Regions from separate parts of the Mus musculus genome. Here region 2 is linked to region 1. Evidence: chromatin contacts called from public promoter capture Hi-C data. All regions are on one chromosome and are shown on one strand. Each heading gives the region's core, a stretch centred on a gene start, on an enhancer-like site or on the middle of the called end of the contact. The rest is flanking DNA. Distances are from core to core; before and after follow the strand shown.

The links. Promoter capture Hi-C pulls out the DNA fragments that hold promoters and counts their contacts.
Region 2: a contact with region 1 is called in a promoter capture Hi-C map of hippocampal neurons, with 7 times the contacts expected there. The contact joins the promoter of Itgb8 here to the promoter of Ncapg2 in region 1. A contact is called at or near these places in 3 of 39 promoter capture datasets (the 3T3-L1 cell line, cranial neural crest and hippocampal neurons).

Annotation. Positions count from the first base shown.
Region 1 is chr12:116,403,340-116,407,668 of GRCm38.p6, forward strand. It overlaps Ncapg2 (non-SMC condensin II complex, subunit G2), which reads left to right and starts at 2,097. Exons shown (of 29, transcript NM_133762.4): 1 at 2,097-2,122; 2 at 2,363-2,538; 3 at 3,859-3,971. The coding sequence starts at 3,894. D430020J02Rik (RIKEN cDNA D430020J02 gene) reads right to left here and starts at 1,822. Exons shown (of 2, transcript NR_028421.1): 1 at 1,628-1,822; 2 at 1-1,304.
Region 2 is chr12:119,236,719-119,240,715 of GRCm38.p6, forward strand. It overlaps Itgb8 (integrin beta 8), which reads right to left and starts at 1,558. Exons shown (of 14, transcript NM_177290.3): 1 at 954-1,558. The coding sequence starts at 1,080.

The DNA.
Region 1 (4,329 bases), core at 847-3,346:
TGGGTCTGATTACAGAGGTGCCGTCTGTCATGAGGTACCCGGCCTAAACAAAGTCCACTTCCTGAGATTGCTGCCAGAGTCAACTTTCTGTTTTCCCCCCAAGGGCATTGAGAGGGGTCTGAAGTTTTATTATAAATCCTCATCTGAGCAATTCCCTCATAATAAGGGGGGCTAGAGGCATAGCACAGCCAGCAAGACCGAGTAATGTTGGGATCAGTACGATTGAGGACCAGGAATGCCCCTTGTATTAGGCTAAATAGGCGATTCTTGGTATCTGGGGGCATGGGAGTGGTTGGAACCCGATCCAAGGAAGGAGTGTGAGCCTTGGTCGGATAGTCTGATGGAGACCCAGGGATGGTAGGCCTGGGAAGCAGTAACGAAGGCTTTTCAACTAGAACAGGGTTAGGTCCTACTGGTTGGGTCGGGGGCTACTGAGGCTCAAACGAACCATGACTGATGACCCAGGCTTTCCACTATAGTCATAAAAAACTAATCCCCACCGCATGCCCCTTATCCATGCCTTGATGTCATATTTTTTTCCTGTGTCTGTAAATTTGATCAGTACTCTGTCTAAATCATCGGGGCGACAGTCAGCCCTTTTATACAGTTCCATTACGGTGTGCTTTCCAGGCCCTGAGTTCTGAAAAGAGAACTCAGCCCTGTCAGGAACATGACCACTAGCCCATTTCCAATCACCATCGTTGGAAGTAACACAATTCCATTGGCCACAATAATAGGAGGCTGACCCTCCGCATAAGGACCACTTGCTGTGCTCTGGGCAGCAGTAGAATCCATAGCTTCTTACTAGATTAGGGGGAGTGCTTCTAGCAGCTGGAATTATCTGTTTGAGGCAGAAGGCTAGGTCTGGCCACCATGTCCCTGGCGGCGCTGTTTTGGAGGTGGTAAACAAGACCTGATCCGAATCAGGACCGAGAACTTGCCAAGTTAGAGTCAGAGGCTGGTGTGGGTTGTGGTTCTTTAGGCCCAGGGTGACTCCTGTGACCCAAGCGAAGCTTAAGAGGATTGTCAGTGGCTGCCACCATCCAGTTGTCTTCATCTTGGCTGGGTGCCTTTTTGACGTGGGAGGCATGGATCCAAGCAGCGATCCCGTCTACTTTTACTGCCGTGGGGGTGGTCAACAGCACCAGATACGGTCCTTTCCACCGGGGCTCAAGCGTGCCAGTGCGATGTCGTCTGACCAAGACTGAGTCTCCAACCTGGAACCCGTGAGGCACTGCTATGGTTCCCGGAGTGTAGGCTTCTCTGATCTGGTTGCAGATCTGTGTTTTAACAACCTCTAGGGCCTTTAGGTGAGCAAAAAGAGCAGAGGGTGAGGATGAGTCAGTGCCAAGATCCAATATCCCACCTGACTCAGTTAAGGGAGGCGGTCCCCCAAAGAGAATCTCATAAGGGGTAAGACCGAAATGTCCAGGAGTGTTTCGGACCCTGAGGAGCGCAAAGGGAAGGAGAGTCACCCAGTCCTTTCCGCCGGTCTCCATGACTAATTTAGTAAGGGTCTCTTTTAAAGTCCTACTCATTCTTTCTACCTGTCCTGAGCTCTGGGGCCTATAAGCACACTTAGAAACTTCCAATTAGTCCCCAATTGTGTGGCCAATTCCTGACTTACCTGGGCAACAAATGCGGGCCCATTGTCTGAGCCGATTACCTTAGGGATCCCGAACCGAGGCAGGATTTCTTCAAGAATCTTCTTGGTTACCACTTGAGCAGTCTCGGACTTGCTCTCCCTCCTCCGTCTGATATCAGCGTGACGTCTCACCGAGCAGCTGGCAAGGAACACAGAAGCAACAGCAGCGCTCCCAAGGAAGGTGGGTGTGTGTGGGCGGAGGGCGGGAAACACAGCCAGCAGCTCTGCGCCTGCGCATCCCGTGAGCGCGCTAAAGAGACTCCCGCCAGAGGCTCTGAGTCACGCCCAGGAGGCGGTGCTTGGGCCTTGGGGGCGGAGCCTGGCTGCAGAGCTGTGGGGGATATGGGCGTGGCCGGGACGGCGTCAGATCTCGTGAGAGCGGCGACTGGTGACGGGGTGGAGGGCGGGAGCGTCCGGGGTATACGCGGGTGTGTTTGAATCTGGTCCGAGCGCGGGAAACTATGGGTCTGTGGTGAGGTGAGCGCCGCGCGGTGAGTTGGGTGGGAGGTGAGTAGGACTCGGCGGCCGGCGACCGCGGCTGGGCGGCGGACACCGTCGCGGGTCTCACGTCCGCGGCCGCCATCGGTTTCGAGCGCTTGTGGAGCGGGAGGTGCTGCGGGAGGGCAGAGCGGGATCCCCCGGCTGACTGGGAAGGATCCCAGACCGAGAAGCGGGGCTCGCCAGGGAGGATCTCAGCCTGGAACCCGGGTTCACTAGGTAGGACCTCAGACTAGGACGACCCCGGGAGAGGGCCCGAGTGTGACTGGCGAGGACTCCGGAAAATGACCTGCGCACAGTAGGGAGGCTCTCAGGCAAGGACCTGATGCAGACTACGGAGGACCGGGGACGCAGACCTGAGTCTGACTAGAGAAGACCCCTGAGAAGGAGCCTGGGTGAGTAGGTAGTACCAAAGACCTGCACCCGGGTTGACTAGCGAGAACCCCAGCCCTGACCAGAGAATGACATGGAAGATCCTGGCACGGGGCTGGGGAGCTGACTAGGGAGGACAGCAGTGTTGACACTTAACTGGGGCCTGACGTGGTGGTGAAGACGCTGGATTTATTCTTGCACTGACATAAGGGAGGAACCCGAACCTATACCTAGGACTGATCTAGGGAGCAACTTAGTTATGAACTAAGGAAAGAGAAAAATCAAGATACGGAGTCACGGTTTGTAAGTAGCATATGTAGACATTATATGGCATACTAAGTTGCCAAAGACATGTACTTAAGTAAACAAAGTGACCATAATTAGTAAAGTGGTGATACTGGCAACCCACCTTTCCCTCTCCATTTTATTCATCACAAAAAAGTTATGGTTCACAATTCAGCCATTTGAATCGGGGAATGAAGTGGCTATATTTAAAATTTACTAATATGAGGAGTTGTCAAATTGAGGTTATTTTCTACTTTTATTCAATTTAGAATAGGAATGCATATTTATTGTGATTCACACTCTATAATTAATGCCAATAATTCTCCATATTGCTGTATTTCTAAAGGTATGAGAGATTTTCAAATTTATTCTTAAGATGAGAAGACCTGTTGCAAATATCATTTGTTGTAACTGTATTGTTAGGTTTTTGTTTTGAGTATGTCATCGTAGCACCAGGTGTAAAGGTAAAATAGGATGGCATTTTACCTGGGAGATCACATGTAGGAAGAAGAATGAGCAAGGTCCCCAGAGCTCTCATTATCCTGTAGGTGTGCAGAGGAGGGGAGGGTGCTGGAGTGGGGCACAGATGCACTGCCTAACAAGCTCCCAGGTGACCTCAGGGCTGTTTTTGTGGTTTTACTTCCAAGTCTCTCTCTTGAAAAACAAGAGAGAATTGTTGGGTGGGATCTTCTTGGAGGAATGGGACTTTAGAAGTGGAGTCTGCAGAATTCAGATGTGGAGATGAGCCTGACCCTATTGCATAAGTCAGGTCTTTCTTCCCAAGCCAGCATCTAAAAGGCTAAACGTAAGAGAAAGTAAGATTCCTGAGGCAGTTTTAATTTCTTGTTGCTTTCATTGTAGTTACATTGATAATTGGTGATCACATAGATGTTTTGTTTATAACATCATCAGATTTTTTTTCAGATTATTGCAGTTTTGTATCATAGTGTTATAAACTGTCTTCTGTAGTGGTATAAAGTTTCTTGAATGTTTGTATTAAATTAAAACTTACGGGACATTTTGCACATTTACGTTTTGGTCTGATTGTATCTTACTAGGGTTGTAAGGCTCCCTTAGAACAGTCACATCCGTCATGGAAAAACGTGAGGCGTTCATCCAAGCAGTATCTAAGGAGTTGGTTGAAGAGTTTCTGCAGTTTCTTCAACTTGATGTAAGTTATGTGTTTTACTTTTATTGTAGTTTGACCCTGGATGTTCTAAAATCGTGTCACCGAGTAAAATACAGTTCTCTCAATGAATGTTTATTTTTAAAAAGCTAGGTAAATTCTTTAGAATGAAATGGGGCTGAGTTAAAAAGTAGAAGATAAACAGAAGTTATCCAAAGAGCCCATGGATCAGAAGGAACTCCCTAAGACTAGGAGAAGGCTGGCTGTGTTTTAACCTGAAGAGTTTTGGCAGGTCCAGAGTGCAGTGATGGATACAATGGAAAAAGTAGGGATGATGAAAAGCTGAGTTACTTTTATGTTGCTGGGATAAAACACCATGATCAAAAGCAACTTAACAAAAAGA
Region 2 (3,997 bases), core at 308-2,807, 2.8 Mb after region 1:
CAACAGAAGTGAGGCTATTAATTAAAACTCCTTTAAGGTTGAGAGACTACAGTAAGTCTCTAATAAAATTTAAGGGATTAGTAACCCGAAGGGAAAAGTAAGTAAGTAAGTAAATAAATAAATAAATAAATAAGGCAATGGTAACTCCATCTGCAAAAAAAAAAAAAAAAAACATTTGGCCTCTATGGTAAATTTAATCCTTAGATTGTTATTATTACTTATTCTGTTTCATGAGTCACCAAGAATACAATGCTAACATGTTAAAGTGCCAAGCCCCCTCTCATGCACTGTCTGACTAGAAATGACTTGGGAAAGGTAGGCATCTATATCTGTTTTACAGATGAAGACAATAAAAGTTTATAGAGAGGTGACCTCTTGGTAACAGAGACCAAACTTAGGGGACAGATCATTTAGCCACAATAATTTAACAATCCCACCCCTCCGCAGGGCAGTGGCTTAAACCATGAATGGATATTCCTCAAGGGCATTAATTCATTCAAGCTGAATGTTATGGCAGAAGAAACTTGTTCTTTCTTAGACCAATAAATGAAAGACTCTTTCCTTTTATAAACCATCTTAGCCACAGGCTCTTAGTGGATGATGCTCCACCCCTAAGGTGAAAAGTTGGGGAATACAGACTATATAGTGATATCCTCAGGAAATACTGGAACCCCCAAACTGCATTCTGTAAGTACAACAGACTCTTTCCCAAACTTCAACTCAAATAAACTTTTCCCAGCACTGTGGACTATTGCTGTCACTTAGGGGTGAAAATGCCTGATACCTGGCTTCTTTATGGAGAACTTTGTTACACACCTGCCCTCCTGAAGTCTCAGCAGGACTGACCAGGACTGACATCTTCCACTTACCTGTCAGGGATGCCCAGGCCATAAGCTCTCAATACCAGCCCAAGACTTTGGGAGAAGGGAAGAAAACAAAGTAAAATAACTTACCACTTTGGCCCAGTCCGAGAACAAGTGAAAATACCCAGGCTGCCCCAAGAACCAAGGCTGGACCTCGCTGGCAGTTGTGCAGAGAGAGCAGTGCAGCAGTCAGAAAAGCCAGGGCCGAGCCGCACATAATGCAAAGCAGCCCGCCCGGTGCCTACTGCCTAGTTGCTTTCCTGATGCGCTCTCCCGACTTGAGAGCGCACCTTGAGGCCCGTGGGCTGCGAGTCCCTAGGACCTTTTCGACAGGCCGGGTTGGCCGACCCAGTTGCTCTCAGTAGGCGATACAGGTATTCGGTCCAGGGCAGCTCTCTGCATCTCAGGGCCCTTAAGGCCCTCCCAGCTCCGCACGGCGGGGCTTGCAGTCTCAACAAAAAGCACCTCCTTGGACAGCCGATGGCCCGCGGGGGCGAAGCAAGTACGGGCTCCACAGTCCGCTCCCAGACAAAGAAAAGAGCTTTTGTTTCTCCCCAGCCGATGGGGCTCTGCTGCATAAATCAGCTTAGCGAAGAGCCAAACACAATCAAACCCAAACAAAGCCTGAGGCTGGGGGGAAAACCACCCTAATGTAATTCACAGGGTGATGCTGCTTTAGTGGGAGGGGACGGCTAGAAGGCCAAGGGGGTGGGGGAGTTGCTGGCGCATCAGTCGGTGCTAGCTTCTTCCACAGGTGGGCAGGGAGGCCAACTCCACTTAGTCGCAGCTAGCAGAGGTTCAGGCGGCAGCGTTCCGATTGGCGGGAGAGGAGACACGGGTGCCAGCAGCTTGGGGAAGCAGCTCCGCGAGCTCCCTAGAAGCTCCTGTCTGCACTCGCGGGCAACCAACAAGGCATCCCAGTTGCTTACTGGGCTAGAAGGGGATGTTCCATGCACCTCGCTGGGAGGGAGCTGCGTACCCTTGTCCTTTCTCGGACTCTGTCGGCTCAGGCGTCTGGCCACCCAGAACCCTGGCAGCTGATGCGTTCTGGGATGAGAGGGAAGAGAGGCAGGCGATGGGCAGGGATGGGGTGATCTAGTTCTGTGGTCCCCCGTGGGGGCTCCCAGCTTTCGGGTGGCTGGGCGTGCTCCGAGCTGAGAGTTGCTAGGAAACCTCCCCACGCTACAGTGCTCCTTGCTTGGGTCGCCAGCAAGCGCAGTGGCGGCCCAGGACAGCAGCAGCAGCAGAAGCAGCAAACAGCTCCAGCTCGGAGTAGCGTGGGCGGGACATTGGTGAGGCATGAAGTCACCGCGGCCCACACTCGCTCTTTGTTTTGCTCACTCCAGCTCTTTTTTCTCCCCCCTCGAATCTAATAGTTGCCATTCCCATCGTTCTCAAGAATTCCTGGTGCGTAGTGGCGCAACAGGAATCGCATGCTGAGTTCTCTTTTCTCTCACCCCCTCGCCCCCCAATTCTGAGTTCCAACGCTTCCATAACGGTATAGGTGGAAAACTTCTCGCAGCTCGAGTGGCAGCATGAACCCCAACATTTCATCCTCTTGCCGCGTGCTCCTTTGTTCAGGAATCCTTACTGGCCCGCAGCTGCTGAATACAAAGTAGATTTCGGGGGCCTCTCCCCTCCCCCAACACTGCTCTCAGAGTATTCACTGCCCGCTTTCCTTGCAGCCTTAAGACCTTGCCCTGTGTCTGATCCCAAATCTGTCTGAGGTCTTCCCAGACTTTGGAGATTTAGACAAGATGTATTCTACTGTCAGATATATTTCGTTGTTCCTTTTGTAGACCCTCAGCCCTGAAAGGGGCAGCCTAGCTTTTTCCCAGGGTCTGTTTGTGGTTCTTTGGCCTTTTGTTGGTTACAATGGATCTTTTGACCTTAAACGCCACCTTCTCAGTAAAAGGAAACAAGAAGTTGCAGATGGCAGCAGAAGAGTGAATGAATACAAGCTTGCAATTCAGTTTTGCAGTTTTGGGTGAGGCTAAAGCGTTGCTAAACTGGACAGCCAAGGAAGTAGTAGCATTGCCTCTCCAGGTCTTGTCAGCGCCCTCGACACCTTAAGGAGAAGGAAGAAACACAGTTCTCTAGGTTTGGGAAAGAGCTCCTTTTCTAATTTGATACTGGAGACCTTGGCTCCTAGTTTCCCCTAGAGCCCAATAATTTTCATTGTATTGAAGTTCAGTTCGACTTTTTTTTACTAGTGGCTTACACAACACCACTTTTTTCAGGCATCAGACCCAGTCCAGCCAGGTCAAGGTGAACTATAGGGGATTTTTTTCTCCTTAATTGTTTCCGGCTTCTTATTTGGAGTAAAGAAAACAAGTAGGAGGTCCCACCAACCCTCCTCTTTAAAAAACTTCTTTCTGTTTTCTAATTGTTGACAGTGAATGGAAAGTACCTGGTTAATAAACCACAACATCAAAAACTCCCCTTTCTTCAGGTGTGGACTGTACATTGGACTAACAGTAAAGCCAGGAACCTAGTTAGTAAAGTGCCCTAGATCTGTTAAGGAGGATCATTTGTGAAGCTAAGGGGGCAATCCATACTTCAACGACTGATGTCAGTCAACACAACTCCAAGCCACTGTACTTCATTTTCAAATTTTCATTCTTTGGTTTTTCAAATTTCTTCCTGGATATCTTCATTGAGATGTAGCTACTGTAAAGTAGCTGAGATAGGTTGGAACAAAAACATAGCATAGTGAAGATATGGTTAGAGCCACTTCAGCTGGGAAGTGTGTTTATTTTCTTGAAATTATGTGACAAACCTAGGCAATGCAGCAACCCTTGAGGCATTGCAAAGCTCTGACAAAGATAACAAGTTAATCTCAATAGCATCCAGTCTGCCTTGTGAAATTACTGATACATTAATGTTTCAGTCAACCTGCTTTTACATCAGAAATGACAGTTACAATACTAAATGAGACAGAAGCTTATACAATAAGAATGGATGAAATTTTGTGAAACTGCTAAAGTATATAATTTTATATTGTTAGGTGTTCATATACTTTACATCTGAACTCAAACCTACTGTGTGAAAAGATAAAACAATGAAATAAATTTGTTTCGGAAAGGTTGAAAGTCATTCAAAAGACAGCCATTTCTGGCCACGAAATACATGCC